Regions from separate parts of the Mus musculus genome. Here region 1 is linked to region 2. Evidence: chromatin contacts called from public Micro-C data. All regions are on one chromosome and are shown on one strand. The core of a region is the stretch at or near the end of the contact, and the rest is flanking DNA. Distances in the headings are between cores, read along the strand shown.

What was found. Hi-C and Micro-C count contacts between places; a contact is called where the count stands out from the background.
Region 1: a contact with region 2 is called in a Micro-C map of palatal mesenchyme, with 1.8 times the contacts expected there. The contact joins two enhancer-like sites. A contact is called at or near these places in 1 of 15 datasets of contacts at CTCF or cohesin (large pre-B cells), 5 of 484 Hi-C or Micro-C datasets (bone marrow-derived macrophages, cerebral cortex, epidermal suprabasal cells and 2 more) and 3 of 115 datasets of contacts at active chromatin or transcription factors (embryonic stem cells, fibro-adipogenic progenitors and large pre-B cells).

Annotation. Positions count from the first base shown.
Region 1 is chr13:63,185,446-63,188,874 of GRCm38.p6, forward strand. All of the region lies in intron 7 of Aopep (aminopeptidase O), which reads left to right. Among named protein-coding and RNA genes, the nearest start is that of Gm30409, 55 kb to the left of the region's middle. Within about 2 kb of position 1,861, at least 153 of the 459 cell types and tissues checked have an H3K27ac peak or open chromatin away from gene starts, as enhancers often do. A contact at or near this core is called in palatal mesenchyme, where this site is marked.
Region 2 is chr13:62,921,859-62,925,457 of GRCm38.p6, forward strand. No RefSeq gene overlaps it. Among named protein-coding and RNA genes, the nearest start is that of Gm40981, 5.8 kb to the left of the region's middle. Within about 2 kb of position 1,798, at least 6 of the 459 cell types and tissues checked have an H3K27ac peak or open chromatin away from gene starts, as enhancers often do. A contact at or near this core is called in palatal mesenchyme, where this site is marked.

The DNA of each region.
Region 1 (3,429 bases), core at 611-3,110, 260 kb after region 2:
GACAGACATCCTACTCAGACCATCAGGCCATCATATTTACCTGTCTCTTGTTTTTGATCCGTTTCAGGCTTTGTTTCTTAGAGGGAGTTTCAGATTTGTTGCCATTCTGAATCATGTGGCATTTTGGGTTTGTGATGATTGCTGCTTGCTGCTTGTTAATTTATTAATTTCTTTGTTTGAGTCAGGTTCTCTCAGTATAGTCCTTACTGGCCTGGAATTCACTCTGTGGTCCAGGCTGGCCTCTTACCCACAGATATCTGCCTGCCTCTGCCTCCCCAGTGCTGGGAGTAAAGATGTGAGACGCCTGACAGTTGGTCCTTTATAAAGTTTCACTCCTTTGCTTTCTACCCAGCTCATCAAAATGTGTTCACTCCTTTGAGTTTGCACCTTTCTGCCAGCTGTTCTTTCTTGCCTGGTTTAGCAGGTGACCTCTCCTTCATGTGTTGCTCATGATCCTCTGAACACACCTCCTTCTGCCCCAAGTCATCTTAGCAATTGCCCTTGTCAGCAGCACTAGGGTGATAGATACTCCACTGGCTGCATCTAATGCAGGCAAATGGTCCTGCTAGGAAACTCCTCCAAGTAAACTCGCTAGACTCGCAGTTAAATCTATTTGATAAGCTTAGAGTCTCCCACACAATATTAGTTCAAGTGTCCACAGCGTTTGCCCTGTTCACTTTATTGACGCTGCAAGTGCTAGCTGGCAGCAAGTCTTTGTTCCTTTTGGCCATTTTATACACAAAGGTGTTGCAAAAACCAAATAGTCCATCCTCACCTCTGAGTTCCGTGCATTCTTCCCAGAGTGCTGTGAGCTGTGGGTGAAGGGTGGGTGCAACTTCCTGCAGCTCTAAGCAGCACTGGGATTTCACTGCTCCTTTTTGTGAGATGATGATAATGAGGTATCAGAGAACAGCTTAAAGACAAAGGCTGCAAAGACTTAAGGCTTCATTTGTATGCAGTGGGGTGTGTGTGTGTGTGTGAGTATAGTGTGCACTGTGTTGGTATGTTAGCAAGCGTGAAAGCACTTGTCTACATGCATCCTCTGGAGTGTCTTCTCTGACCTCTCTGTACCTTATGCGCTGAGGCAGGATCTCCTCGTTCTGGCTGATCTATCCAGCATTCTCCCCATCTCCACTTTCCACCTGGCACTTCTGTTGGTACTAGGGTTCATCCATGCTTGTACTGAGCTGTCTTAGCAGCCACCATCTCTTGATTTTGCTGATGAGGGAACTCTGCTTCATGGGGCTGCACATGGCACACCCACCCAGTGTTCACAGCCAAGTGTTTAGCCAGCATGCACTTTGCCTGTTAGTCTTCAAGGTGCCTATGGATTTCAGATGGAACTTAGAGGCAGTTTCTACTTAAGAGTTTCACTTCCTCAGAGTTAGGGTGTAAATGAAGCTCTGCTCCTTGTTGGGGTGGCTACCTTTGACAAGTAGCATATAGTGGCAGTTGGCAGCTGGCATCCACAAGCACAAGAGGGATGCTGGCAGATAATCTGTGTGAGCTGGGCAGGTCAGACAGAACCAAACACCTAAGTGACTAAGCACCTCACAGAGGCCGTTCTCTTAATTTTACCCCTGATCATAGCTGAGAAGGACCAGCCCTTTCTTAAGGCTCCCCTTTCCAAATGGAATCCCTATGCGTCAGATACAACCATCACTCAGAAAGTATTCAGATAGCTTCTGTGAGTGTGCAGGAGAGGCAGGGTAGAGTCGAGGAAGGTCGTGTTCACCTCGGTTGTTGTATTTGGTGCCAGGTACAACAGAAACCAAGAGCATATGAGCCCAGACGACCTTGGTAACTTGATCACCCACATTCCATGCATGTCAGGAGAGGGGTAAACTGGAGCCTGCTAGCTGCAGCATGACTAACACTTTGCTTTTACACCGTGGTTTTAGTTATATGAACTTCATCATAGGCTGTGCAGTGAGGAAAGAAAGCTTCTAAGAAGGAAAGAGAGTCTCTGACTCACTCCTGAGGATTTTGCGGAGCTATGTAAGGGCCTTCCTCTCGAGGAAGCCCTGGAGTATATGATCTTTTCTACCCACCCCTGTTCTTCAGCTCCTAATAGGCATCCTCACAACTCCTTCCTCATCAGGTTCTTGTAAGGGAGGCGGGGTGCTGAAGAGGACTCATAGTTCACAGCACAGAGGCCCTGGTCTTCCCCAGGCCACGTTGCTGTTAGTGCTACCCCAGCTTTCCATCCGCCATGTGTGCACCTGGGTATGGATAATGGACTGTAAAGGAAAGTTGACCTCAACACATGGTGTATATGTTTCTTACACAGGAAGCAGGCAGAAGGCAGGCAGTCTGGGCTAACGTGGGGCTCAGTTTATGCCAGAGAGAAGGTTTACCGTGGGTTTATCCCCTCTGCTCTCTGGGTACACTGACTCACTACCTTATGGTTGCAGAGTGGCTGCTACAGCGTCCTCTGTCATCTAGAGGTTGAGGGTGAGTGGACAGAAGAAGTATAGTAGTAAGCAGTTGTCTGCAGTGAGAGAAGCAAAAGTTTCTCCAAGCCCAACCTCCACTTCCTCTACTGCCCCCCCCCCTTGTATTTGTTTCCAGTCCTTTGTGGCACAAAAGTTGTAAACTCCATTTTGCTACCCATGTGTCCACTGATCTGAGGGAAAAGTGGATACTGTTTTATTTGCATGTTTTCTTAACTTTTAAAAAGTTTCCTTTTTGGGATTTCATTTATCTGATTGGGTTCTCTTGAGAGAAAAATCTCACTTTGTAGCTCTGCCTAGCTGCATATTGTCTCTTCCTGCTCCAACCTCTAAGATACTGGGACTTTAGCCATTCATTAGAATGCTCAGCTTTTCCTTAACATTTTAAGTTAAAATAAAACATGTGCAGTAAAATGCACACATCGTTGCTAGATTGCTCCAGGGAGTCATACTACTCATTCACCCTCTGCAAGGAGTCTGCTCTTCCCATCTGTAGCTAGAGGCCAGTGTTGCTGGGTTCTGGGATTCCAGAAGTAGAAGTGGGAAGGTTCATCTATATGTGCACCTGGTGGGTGTGAGAGCTTCCTCTGTGTGACTGTGAGAGGCAGGCTAGACTTGGTTCCTGCCTTTTCTGTATCGTGTCTCTGCATAGAGCTGGCACCATGACATGTGGCGGTATCCCAGAGACAGAAGCTCGTGGTCTCTGCTGATGGAGTGTCTTTCCTCCTGAAAGCCTCCTCCTGAGTCTTGCAGAGCTTGCCTGTGCCCTGCTCGCTTTAGCCCTATGTCCACTTTAACAGGAATCTCTGAGAGCTTGTATCCCTGCTAGGGATCCTGTCAACGTAAAGGACTGTTTTAAATAATTATTCATTTGGAGAGGAGGGAAGAATAAATTGTAAGAGGAGTGTTTTATGGAAGGTCATTTCTAGGCAAAAGGAAAAACAGCCATTAAAGGTGTCATTGGGAACCGGAGCTG
Region 2 (3,599 bases), core at 548-3,047:
GTAGAGTAGACCAGTGGGTTGATTCTAGAGATGAGAATGGAATGGGGAAGATGGAAGGGTGGCTGGGTGAGAGAAGAGTTCTGCATCTTGATTATATGTGGCCGGAATGACTATGTAAATATGTGCATGAGAGGAAATCTCTCTCTCTCTCTCTCTCTCTCTCTCTCTCTCTCTCTCTCTCTCTCACACGCATGCACGCACGCACGCGCTCACATGGAGGAGGTCAGGTAAAGTTGTGATTCTACAGCATTTAATTTGTATCAGGTCAGTTTCCAAACTCGAAAACTGCAGTATAGTTACAGAATGTGTTGACATGGGAGGTGGGCGTGTCATGGATGATACCCACTGACCTCTGCCTTTCTCCCCCACTTTTTTTCCTCTTCATCCAAAGCAAAGCTGGAATTTATTAAAAATAGTTTTCATTTTGAGTGTTTTAGGATTTTGTTACATTGTACTGTATTTTTGCTTGGTCTGTTTTTGGACTTTTGATAAAAGGATCCTCTATTCGGTAGCACTGACTATCCTGGAAATCACTATGTAGATCAGGTTGACTTCATACTCACATAGATCCACCTACCTCTGCTTCCCTAACACTGGGAGGCATAACCCTCCACACCCAGCTTTCTTGTTATTGTTTGAGATATTGTTGTTTGTTTTTACTTTGTGGGTGTGTTTGTTTGTTTGTTTGTTTTTAGACAGGGTCTCACTAGGTAGCCCAAAGTTTTCCTCAAACTCTAGATCACACATACATGGTAATGTTTCATGAGTAGGTTCCATTACATGTAGTGTGGTTTTTTTTTTTTTTTTTTGCAATGTCGTTTAATATCACTTAGAATGGCACCTCAAAGTCACAACACGTAGGTTAATTCAAAATGCACTTCACCAGGGCTGGAGTCTGGACTGATAGCAGTTGTGACTGCATGAACTGACTTCATGGCAGCCAGCATTGCAGCTGCTTGAGCTCTGCAAGCTCAGACCTGCTTACTCCAGTGAAGTTGGAAAAGGCTCATGTGGAGTAGACAAACTTGTTTTCCTCCCTATTGTGCACCCCTGACCCATCCCACCCCATTTCGTATTAGTATATAACAACACTACACAATTACATCATTTACACACACAGAGACACAGACCACAAAATAGACACACACACAATAGACACACACAGAAGACACACACACAATAGATTCACTTAGACACATACACACTAGACACACACACAAAAGGCACACACACACACACACACACACACACACACAATAGATTCACACAAACACTGACACACACGCAATAGACATACACATTAGACACATACACAACAGGCACACACACAGCAGGCACACACACACACAAATTGTAAAAGGGTGGAATTCTCCTTCCATTCCCCCAAGACTTGATAAAATCAAATGGTTTCCTCAGTTGGCCTGAGCCTGTGAGCAGCTAGTAGAAAGTTAAGCTCCTGGTACTCACGTGACTTTTGCAATCTCTAGAGATGTGTATTTTAAGCAGGCTTTCCAGCAATTCTTATGCACATGGACTTACTGGGAAGCTTGGAAACACTTACTAAAGCAGGATGCGTGAGAACATAAGGTGACAAGGCCGCCGGAAGCTGGTTTTAAACGCTCCGTTGTGCAAACGATTCCAGAGGGAAGCTTTCTTTTCAGCTTACGTGTCTTTAAGCCATTTTGATGTCAACAGAAGCCAAATTCCCTGCCTTTTATGACAAAGGCATTGATGACTCAGTTTCCCCCAAGCACGAGGGTGGAAAGACCAGCACTCTCCCTTCCCACCAGCACTTCTGTGCGGCATCGTTTCTTCTTGGATGGAAGTGATTTTTCATTAGCGTAAATGGATGCATATTTTATAAACATGGACCATGTGTTTCATATTCCATTCATGTTTATTTACACATCCTGTAAACACATGTATACAAAGCCACATGGACATTTCAGGGGGAGTGCATGGAACACTACGCATGGATAAATACCACACTTGACGGGTGTTCCCTTGGGTGGTAAATCAGCCACCACCCAAAGATTTTCATTTACCTTCTTACTACCTCTGTGGGGGTTGGGGGGTGGGGCTGCCCTATAGGAACTCAGACATTCAGATTTTCCTTTCTCTCCTTCAGATGTCCAGGCTCTGATTTATTGAAAAAATTACTAATAAAGTATCAATTTTGATCTCTACTAAGTCAATATTGTAACTAAAATGTCACCTTGGTCTTGGGAAAAGAGGCCTAAGGTCAGGGAGGCTCTTCTCAGAGCGCATTCTCGGGCAAACCACATGGAAACTAGAGGGAAAGTTAAAAGTGCTTCCAGTGCAGTTGGAATGGAAAGAGATGAGTGGAACGCCTTGCAAGGAGAGGGAAGGCAGATCTGTAGGAAAAGGACAAAGGGCCTGCCACCCAGAGATTTTATCCATTGATGCTTTCAGGGAGTCTGGCATGAGCCTTGGGTAAAACTGTACCCTAGCTTCTGAGGCCAACACAGAGAGAAAGAATTATGTACATTCCACTCGCCCTGTTGGGTTCAACTCCACCCTTGGTTACAGGCTGCTCTGTGTGGCTCAAAACTCAGAGTAGGTGTTTGAGATGATGGGAAATAGTTAACCAGATTTATTCCTGGGAGTTTGCCTTTTCAGCTCTGGAAGTCGGAAAGGCACAGCTATTTGTGTTTCCTGTCATCGGTGTGTCCTTTAGCTTTGCGGGCATTTCAGGTTCCCGGCTCTTCTTCTGGTTCCTTCTTAACTAAGCAGTAATAAACAGTTTTAGGATTGCTTTCTAAAATGTTGACATCTGGAAGTGTGGTATGTGCATGTGTGTATGTACAGCTGTGAACCCACAGAGACTAGAGGAGGACTTGGGGTATCCTATCCCACCACTTACTGCCTTGTGTCCTTGATATGGTCTCTCTGGTGAACCTGGAACTAACCTGGTAGCCAGGAAACACCAGTGATAATGAGCCTCCTGCTTACAGCTCCATTGTGCTGGGATCACAGGCGCACATGGCCACGCCCAGGCTCTTAACATGGTTGCTAGGATGGTAACTTATGTCTTCATGCTTGCACAGCAAGCAGCCCACATGTGAAAGCTTTGAACTGCTTCTTTGAGAATATGCCTCATTTCCCTAAGTCCTTACCTACCCTTTCAATACCTCTAAAGCCCCAGGTTTTGAACTTAATGAGACCTTAAATGGGCTTGGTGAGGTTATTACTGCCTCTAAGTAAACCTCACAGCTCCTTCATTCAACATGGAAGACCTTGGCTATATATATATTGGGTCATTTTCAAATGACGTATAGGAGTCAGACTTATACAGAGCAGGGAGAGACAGAAGGGTAGTGATAGGCAGTCTTACTTTACCTTTTAAAATACTGTGTATCTTCTGAGGCTCTCTCAAGACTGAAATAGGCCCAAGTGTTTTCTCTCGGTTGAAAACAACCAGTTAACGATGACCATGTGTCTCAGAACTAAGTAAAAAAAAAAAAAAATGTTTTAACTAGGTGCTTGATAGAAGCCAAAAAGCAAAAGACAGTCAGGTAGAAATTGCACACCCCAACATTCTCTTTGACCTATGTCCTCCTTTCTTTAAATTTAAGGAT